Regions from separate parts of the Mus musculus genome. Here region 2 is linked to region 1. Evidence: chromatin contacts called from public Hi-C data. All regions are on one chromosome and are shown on one strand. The core of a region is the stretch at or near the end of the contact, and the rest is flanking DNA. Distances in the headings are between cores, read along the strand shown.

Evidence for each region. A called contact is a pair of places that touch in the nucleus more often than the background predicts.
Region 2: a contact with region 1 is called in a Hi-C map of bone marrow-derived macrophages, with 17 read pairs. The contact joins two enhancer-like sites. A contact is called at or near these places in 1 of 484 Hi-C or Micro-C datasets (bone marrow-derived macrophages) and 1 of 9 other capture datasets (embryonic stem cells).

Annotation. Positions count from the first base shown.
Region 1 is chr2:68,823,446-68,827,973 of GRCm38.p6, reverse strand. The region is part of intron 3 of Gm36231 (a long non-coding RNA gene); the gene reads left to right. It overlaps Gm36174 (a long non-coding RNA gene), which reads right to left. Exons shown (of 3, transcript XR_374615.1): 3 at 4,136-4,196. Among named protein-coding and RNA genes, the nearest start is that of Gm36174, 3.3 kb to the right of the region's middle. Within about 2 kb of position 2,678, at least 87 of the 459 cell types and tissues checked have an H3K27ac peak or open chromatin away from gene starts, as enhancers often do. A contact at or near this core is called in bone marrow-derived macrophages, where this site is marked.
Region 2 is chr2:69,108,370-69,112,983 of GRCm38.p6, reverse strand. It overlaps Cers6 (ceramide synthase 6), which reads right to left. Exons shown (of 10, transcript NM_172856.4): 10 at 1-4,542. The coding sequence ends at 4,390. Among named protein-coding and RNA genes, the nearest start is that of Gm39840, 19 kb to the left of the region's middle. Within about 2 kb of position 3,018, at least 55 of the 459 cell types and tissues checked have an H3K27ac peak or open chromatin away from gene starts, as enhancers often do. A contact at or near this core is called in bone marrow-derived macrophages, where this site is marked.

The sequences.
Region 1 (4,528 bases), core at 1,429-3,928:
ATGGCTAAGATCAAAAACTCAGGTGACAGCAGATGCTGGCAAGGATGTGGAGAAAGATGAACTCCTCCATTGCTGGTGGGATTGCAAGCTGGTACAAGCACTCTGGAAATCAGTCTGACAGTTCCTCAGAAAATTGGACATAGTATTACCTGAGGGCCCAGCTATACCACTCCTGGACATACACCCAGAGGATGCTCCAACATGTAATGAGGACACATGCTCCACTATGTTCATAGCAGCCATATTTATAATAGCCAGAAGCTGGAAACAACCCAGATGTCCCTCAACAGAGGCATGGATACAGAAAATGTGCTTCATTTACACAATGGACTACTACTCAGCTATTAAAAACAACGGCTTTATGAAATTCCCAAGCAAATGGATGGATCTAGAAAATATCATCCTGATGATATTTTCAGCCACAAAAGAACACACATGGCATGTACTCACTGATAAGTGGATATTAGGCAAAGAGCATGGAATACCCATGTCACAACTCATGGACCACAAGAAGCTCAAGAGGAAGGAAGACCAAAGAGTGGATGCTTCAGTCCTATTTAGAAGGGGGGACAAAATAATCAATTGGACTGAGCACAGGGATCCCAATGGAGGACTGAAGGAGCTGAAGAGGCCTTATCTGGCATCAATGGTAGGAGAGGCTCTTGGTCCTGTGAAGGCTTGAAGCCCCAGTGTAGAGGAATGCTAGGTTAGTGAGGCAGGAGTGGGTGGCTGGGTGGGGGAGCACCCTCATAGAAGCAGGGTAGGGAACTTGGAAAGGGGATAACATTTGAATAAAGAAAATATCCAATTTGTAAAGTTTAAAAAAAAAGTGAGGCTTCTAGGGATAGAGGGTGGCTCAGTGGTTAAGAGCATTCGCTACTCTTGCAGAGAATGGGATTTCAGTCCCTAGCACCCACCAGGTAGCCCATAACCACCTGTCACCCCAGTCCCAGGAAATTAGATGTCCTCTTCTGGTCTCTGCAGGTGCCAGGCACACCTGTTGTACATGTAGGCAGTACACGCGTCCACATAAAAATAAAAATAAAAATAATCTTTAAAAAATTTAAATCTCCCTTAAAAAAATTTAAGTGTTTACCAAATACCTTCAGTTGGTGGTTCTACAGTTTGAAAGGCATGTTCCCTTCAGCCTTGTTGAGCCTCCAGCAAAAACACCTAGTGCTAAGACAGCCACCATCCAAGGCCATGAGTGAAATACAATATGGAGCATGTGTGTTTTTTCCTGTGAATTCCACGGGCGACAACAGTGCAGTGTATAGTCCAAGAGCACAGAACTGAGGACTGAATATCCATATCACAACAGAATGCTAAGGGTGATGAATATGCTGAGCCCATAGTTTTATTGTCATACAAGATGAGTGATGAATTCAACTGTCACGCTGTACCCCACAAATACACAGTCATTGTGTATTTATTGAAAGTGACAATGTATCCTGACCATGGACTGCCCTCCCTCTCCTCCTCCCAGTGCATCACACACACACACACACACACACACACACACACACACACACACACACACACAACTTCACTTTTCTTCAGAAAAGAGAACCTCTTGGGAATATCAACAGGACATGACATAACAAGATGCAATAAGACCAGGCACAAACTCTCCTGTCAAGCCTGGGCTAGGCAAACTAGTAGGAGGGAAAGAGTCCTAAGAGTGGGCAAAGGAATCGAGACACTCCCCCATTGTTAGAAGTCCAACAAAACCCTCCAAGCTAAACAACCACAGCATATGTGCTCCGTGATAGCTACATCAGTCTCTGTGAGCCCCTATAAGCCCTACTTAGTTAATTCTGTGGACCCTGTTCTCCTGGTGTCTTATCCCACTGGCTCCTCAATTCCAACCCCCCCATTACCCCCCCCCCCCCGCAGAATTTCCCCAAGCTCCTCCTAATGTTTAACTGTGGGTCTCTAAATGCCAATTAGTTTAGACTGCCACCAGGACTCTCCTGAGATGAAATTCAAGTAATTCCCCCACTCCTTTCCTAATGGAATATCAGTCCCTAATTGTATTGGAAAGGAGAAATGTAAAGATGGCAGTTTGTAAATTCACATGATTGGTACAGCCCTGCTGTTGTGTCTTTCCCAACCTCTGTCTTCCGGGAAGCAGAGAAAAGCCCCACCTTCAGCTTCCACAGCAGGAGGGAGGCAGGCTCTGCCTCATTGCAGCCTAGGTTAAGTCCCTGATCTTGATTAGCCTGAATGGAAAGATAGGCGCAGAGAGGACCTAGCTAAATCTTCCCACAGAAGTGAAGCATGGTGGGGTCAGGGAGCAGCGTCCCCACTCTAAGGAGGAGGCGTGGGCTTGGAGGCTTCAGACGAGAAGTTGGATCTGATCAGGCCTTGAGGGACGAGAAGACCAGTGCGGTGTGAGTAGGGGTGTGTGGAGGAATAGGCAGGAGGGGAAGTAACCAGAGCTAGAAAGAGGAAGTAATGAGAGCTAGACTGTTAACAGGAGGGACCAGTGCAGGGCTGGGGGTCCAAGTTCACTAGTGTGGAGACCCTTGAGAGGCCAAAAACTAAAGGCAGGGGTGAATCTTACCACAGCCCAATTCATTACCAACCTAGGAAATATTCCAGCCTGGGCATCACTAAAGCCCTTTTCAACTGATCTTCATATAAACACTGAGACCTGTCTTCCTTTTTCAAGATTGAGGAAATTTTTTACCCTCCCTTTCTCAACCTCCCTAATGCTGTCACCCTTTAATACAGTTCCTTATGTTCTGGTGACCCCTCCCCCAACCATAAAAGTATTTTGTGGCTAATTTTACTACAGTTATAAATTAATGTAAATATCTGTTTTCCTATGGTCTTGGGTCTTTTTAAAAGATTTATTCTTCTCTTATACAATACATCCTGACCACAGGCTCCCCTCCCTCCCCTCCTCCCAGTGTCCCCTCCCCCACATCCTCCCTAAGTTCCTCTTCAGAAAAGAGATCTCTCAGGGATATCAACCAGAGGTAGCATAAACCCTGTGAAAGAGGTGATGACCCACAGGTTGAGAGGCGCTGCCCTAAGGCATCCTCTGAAGCCATAATACCTAAAATACACTTCTGTTTCAGTACTACCATGTTTTATTGAGACATGCGTTTGTTCTCTTCCTCTTCCATCTGGAAAATATTTTAAAATAAGAAAGACCCAGTGTAGCCAGGCGTGGTGGCGCACGCCTTTAATCCCAGCACTTGGGAGGCAGAGGCAGGCGAATTTCTGAGGCCAGCTTGGTCTACAGAGTTCCAAGACAGCCAGGGCTACACAGAGAAACCCTGTCTCGAAAAAAAAAAAAAAAAGAAGAAGAAGAAGAAGAAAGACCCAGTGTAATTGTATGTTCCTAGTACCAAATAAATAACTAGCTCATAAATAGCCCATGCAATGCATGTGCATTGAATAAACGTTGGTGGCTGCTGTGTCCTTGTTTCCGGTGTCATTTCCTGGCCACTGCTCCCAGCACAGTGCTTTGGCTCACAGTCAGTAGTCAGTGACTGTCTGATAGAACTTACACTAGAGAAGCAGCTAAGATAGTTACAATGACCTTTCCAAGTCTTTAGCATACAACTCCAAAGGTATGCATTAGAGCCCAATGAACTTAAATGTCTCAGCTCCACAAGGCCTCTTTCTTATCTAGGTCTTAACATTAGAGGCACATGCAAGATAGATTCCTGACATTCAAACTTCCTTTCAAACCACCCCAACATGATTAGCACGAGTCCATTAGAATCTACTTCCACAGGACACAAGGCAAAGACTTTCCCCAAAACATAGGAAGCCTTAAGGTGAATGGAACACAAAGCCACACAGACCCAAGCCCGTGTCCTAGCACCTTCAGGCATGAATCTTTGCTCCATTGCTCAGCTTGCTCTCAGGCTCCTTCCCCTCTTTAAGCCTTGGCGTCGTCATGTAGAGCATACAGATAATAAAGGTACTCACTGTGTGAGGTTCTTGTAAAGATTAAAATGAGAGGTCATAACATTTTACACCATTAAAAGAATGTCTATTGCAGGAGGCCCTTAACAATTGTCACCGCTTTCCCCTTCCATATACGCTTACAATGTCACTGGCTTGGCACATGTCCGTCCACGTAAAGACAGGCATGAGAGAAAGCACATTTGAACGGTTTAAAAAACAACTTTGAAAACATCTTTTAATTGCTCCGGGGGAAGGTCATTGTCTGGCTCCTTTAAGAAGAAAAAGACAGATTTTAGCTTTTAATAAAGCTGAGCTTCCTGTGAGAGTATAGCAACCTGGTTACCAGGGAAATGTTTTGTTTTTCTTTTCTATACCGAGAAAGAAGCAATCATGTATTTACACGTCAATTTAGATGTCTGTCATGTTTTAAGGGCTTTTGTTCAAGGGGGGGTAAAGCAAAGGTCAGATCAGCCTCTCATTACAAAACAAAACAACCCAGAAAGAGCAACGAAAGACTGAAGCTCCAAGTAGGCAGGTGAATGCTGTGTTGGCCTCAGCCACAGAACAGGGAAAATGTGGCTGTCACACTTAGGACATAGCT
Region 2 (4,614 bases), core at 1,769-4,268, 280 kb before region 1:
AAGTCACAAAAGCCTGCAGGAGGCGAACCTTCTTATTCGGGTGTCTACGTATCTCATTACTTATGGTGACTTACGTTCTTCAACATGATTTTCTCCATGAAAAGTGGCTGCTTTTGAGTATTGGTGGTTACAGGAGTTTCAAGAGCTTTGGCTAGGGCTCCCCCACATCTGCTTGGCGCCTCCTAGGGGTGGGTGGGTGCTATGTACACATAGGTGAAAGGAGGGCCCTCCTTTAGCCCATCAGTTCATGGAACTAAAATGTGATTGGTAGACTATTGCTAATTAGCTCACAGCATTTGGAGAATGGCACAATCTCACCTCTGGAAGAGAAGCTGATAGTGGGAAGCATACATGTAAGGAAACAGTCTTGTTTCACTTTAAGAACGTTTATGATCATTCCTGACAGGGGCAGCATACTTGAAGGCACCTGCAGTAGTTAGAGCCCTCCACATTTCTTTCTTGCTACACAAGAGCCAGGTGATCACTATCCCCTCAGGGCGACTCTGGTCTTGTTTGATGTTTTTCTCCTTTGGGTGTTAGAACCATTGCAGGGCTATGACGACTTATTGACTAAGCAGAAATAAGCCGAAGACAAGGAAAGTGAAAGGCAGGTAGGAGCCTTAGTACCACAAACATTACACAAAGGGCCAGCACTTAACTTCTTATTTCCAAAGGTGTTGCGGCCTCTCTGGGTTAATGACATCATCTCCCATACTGATAAATGGCCCACATCCGTACCTTTGGGCTAATTCTACACACTATTTTTCTTCTTCAAATTAAGGAAAATACTCAAATATCCAGGCAACTCTGACATTGATTTACCCCAAAATGATTAGTAATGTAAACTGGGTTGGAGGCAATGAAAGGCACCCATTCGTTCTCTCAGAAGAACTGGTCAACACAGACTCAGGGGAGCTCCAATGTCCTTTATAACAACGAAGTCTCATTTTTCCTTAGCCCAAGTAACAATGAGATTTAAATGCAAGGTGGAAGATTCAGACCTTTCTATCTAAAGTGAAGGAAAGGCAATACATTTGCTCAAAAAGTATAGGCCTATGTCATGTCACAGCAGGGACACATTTTTGTCACTCTGCGAACATCAATAAGTGTACTTACACACAGCAGACAGTACCGCCTCTGTACCTAGGCTATGTCATCACCTTTTGGGACCATGGTAGCACGCAGTGCTTTTGCTAAGTGTATGACTCAGACAGGAGTTTACCAGTTTGAGACTCACCTACCATATGGACTAAAGATGACTGGTCTTTCTTGGTCCGTGCCTTTGCTGCCTTGTTCATCAGCATTGGACGCCAATGACACAATCTAATGATAATTTGGGATATGCTCTGTCTGGCAGTTCAGCAGACATTAGAACCATGGGGTTAAATGGCAATCACTTGCACTTTTACAATGAATACTCGAATGACCCACAATACTGATCCTTGCAGTTGCTCCTCTGCTCTCAACATCCACGGGGCCGAGTCTGCGATAGTGAAGTGGGTGTGTCCTATGTGTGGCAGCAGATGCTCCAGGACCTGAGTCTATCTCAGGGAGCTCTGTGACTGAGAGGCTGAGAGGGCTTTGCTACTCTCAGCTGGTGCAAAGCAAAACTAAAGAGAAGGAAAGTCTGTTTAGGACATGGTTGAATGCGTTCGTTTTTTTTCTAAGGAAAGGAATATGGAGGACGATGATGAATCAGTAATCATTTAGTTTTACCAGTTTTTGGAGAAACATACATATGCACACATAAATCAGACACGGCTATATCAATTACTGACTCTAGGCCAAAGTCTACTTGATTTCCTACTTTCCCCCCCACTAAATCTAGGTAAGCTATGAGAGTTACTTTTTCTAGAGTCCTTTCTACACACACTTTGGTACCCTGGGGAGTTTGGATGCAACCAGGAAGGAGGAGACATCACCACAAGCTATGCTAATTACCAAAATCACCACTTAGAACTAACCTAAAGCTGGATTTACAAGTCAGACTTTCTGAGAGCTATGGCCTGCCATATGTGGATACGATTCCGCGGACAGTGTCTGTTCTCAGTCTTATCCGTCCATTTTTGGGAGAACATTAGACAGAGATATTAATATTCTATTCCAGAAAAAGCCTACAAACTCCATTTCAATTAGCCAAGCAGAATTATTTTCTCACAAAGGTAATACGAAACAGAAAAATCAACAGACACGTTGCAGACTGAGCCAACCTAAAGGTGTCAGTCAGAAAGCGTGCCCCTAGTCTTCCACAGTAACTTCCGTGGAGAAGATGAGTTAGAGCTGCCTTTGATATGGACAGGATCAACTTACTTCATTTTTATATACCTCTTCTGAATTTACAGATTGATCTTAAAATTCTTCTGTGCTAAAGAGTGTCACATGGTTCAAATACAAGTACACAGTGGTTGTCAAAACCATCTCATACCTGGGAGGATGAGCCCAGACATTAACTAGAGATGGGTAGGTTCCTTAGCTTAGCTGATGACAAACTTTCACTGTCTCAACACTGCTCTTGGTTTTCATCCATTTGTATTTGAGCAAATGCTCTGATTACTAACAGTACCTCCCGTGTCTTATCACTGGTCTCACAAACCCAAACACTCAATCAAGTTTCACTCCTAGACATATAACTGTTTTGGCTAATATATCAGCAAGGCTCAAATCACACAGTCACTTGCACTGTCTTCTGTGGTAACAACTAGACATGCTTCCAAGCTTTGAAAATTATTGTCTGGACCATACCAGAAAATACTGTTTTGTAATTAGGTGGAGGAGGATTTAATATTGCAGTGAGTTCTTCGGGAGTCTTCTCTTAACAATTAACTCACAGGCTTCAAGGTATGGGTATGCAGATTTAATTTAAAAGAACCAAATGGAGTGGGGGTGGTTCTGAGCAGGACCGTCATGCACTGTAATGTTTTGCTATTGGTTACTCAGCGCTGACTGGTTTGGAGTCCTGTTTTAGGAGATGTTTGACTCACGAGTACTTGTAATCCCATTCAGTTTCCTTTTTACTGAGGATGAGATGGGTCTAGTCCTCGGCTCATCTGTGTGGTTTCTGTAGCCGAACAAAAGTAACACTGGCTGCAGGGGGTGGGGGTGGGTGAGGGCTCATGACGTATTCTTTGGCAATTTTCCCCACAGCTGTTGCTGCTATTCTCCAGTAGAATTTTTTACTGTTTTTCTGGAAATAGCTCCACTTGAAGAGAAATTCACAGGAGCCCTCACAAGTCGTCAGAGCAGTAAATGGAACAGACTTGTCCTGTGGGGTGGATGTTTCTAGCAACAAGAAAGTCATTATGGGATGCATTTGAGGAGGAAGGCAAGGGGTTAATTGTCTTTCTCTCATTCGATTTATTTTACTCAGCAAAATACAAAGTCTAATACCAGATAGGGCTTTCTCTTGAAAGCTGGTTGCAATAAAGTGCTTTGCAGGGAAGGAAGTCTTTGCCAACTCCCACAAGACTTTTTCTTTTCCTGCCTCAGAATATTCGGGGCTTCCTCTTTTTTATACGTCAGGACAGAAGACTGGACTAATAGGGTAGAAGTCATGGCAAGACCTGGTTGAGGGCAGTGGCTATCCTTACGAGACTCCCAGAACCCAGTATGTGGGGCCCTTGTATCTGGGAACTTATGCAAGAGATACTGTTTCATACTCAGAACACTGACTTCACTGGAGGGCAAAATAGCTTTGTTACCAACATAGTCAACCCCCGACAACCTACCACAGAAAAGAAGTCTCATGTCTGTGCACAAGAGACAAACCAAGGCGGTTTCCTGTAAAATTCTAAAGTCCCCCCATAGCCACTCTCTTTCATCTGATCACCAAGAGTGGCAAGGAAAACACCTGGTTCACCCTGTTTAGACTCACGTGGGGCAATGGTCACCAACTGTATGGGCAAATAGAAAATGGGTGCAGAACAGAAGGAAAGCCAACCTACTGGGAACTGTGTGAGGATCTGGCATGGGATGTTCCTTGCTCTAAGGGGTAAAGAAAGCTGATGCTCACGGCACACTGGACCACAACGTGGAAAAGGGGCACACACAGACAGGACATCCTTACTGTCAATCACGAGCCCAGAGAATGAAAGGAGTGAAGGAATCCTCGTTTGTCCACAGATTTACAAACAAATAAAAAAATAAATAATATCCTAAGACAAATGCAAATACTGTTCCCTGTGTCAGTTACATACAGCATGCCTACATAGAAATAATGGATTTCTTCATTCACAGACAGGACACATGGCAGTACACTATTCAGAATGCTCCAAGAATCCTAATTTTTTGTCTCTGGTGATGAGATATCATGAAAGGAACTGCATTTGCAACTTATTAAATACTTCCAGGAACAAACAGTTCCCTTTGTTCAGAACTTATAGTTTTGGGTAGTTAATCATCCACGGAACAAGGACCAGTGAGGAGGTACCCATTGGTACCGCTGGTTCCGTTGGTGGTTGTTGAAGAGTGTGGTTTCTTCCCTGGAGGCTCTGAGTCCTCATCATCTGAGCTAGATTCAATGTCACTCCGGTCATCCTTGGATACCTGCAGAATACAAAGATGGGAGTGTCACCAGCTTCCTAGGACCAGCAGGGTTGGGCGTGCCCAGCAAGCAGC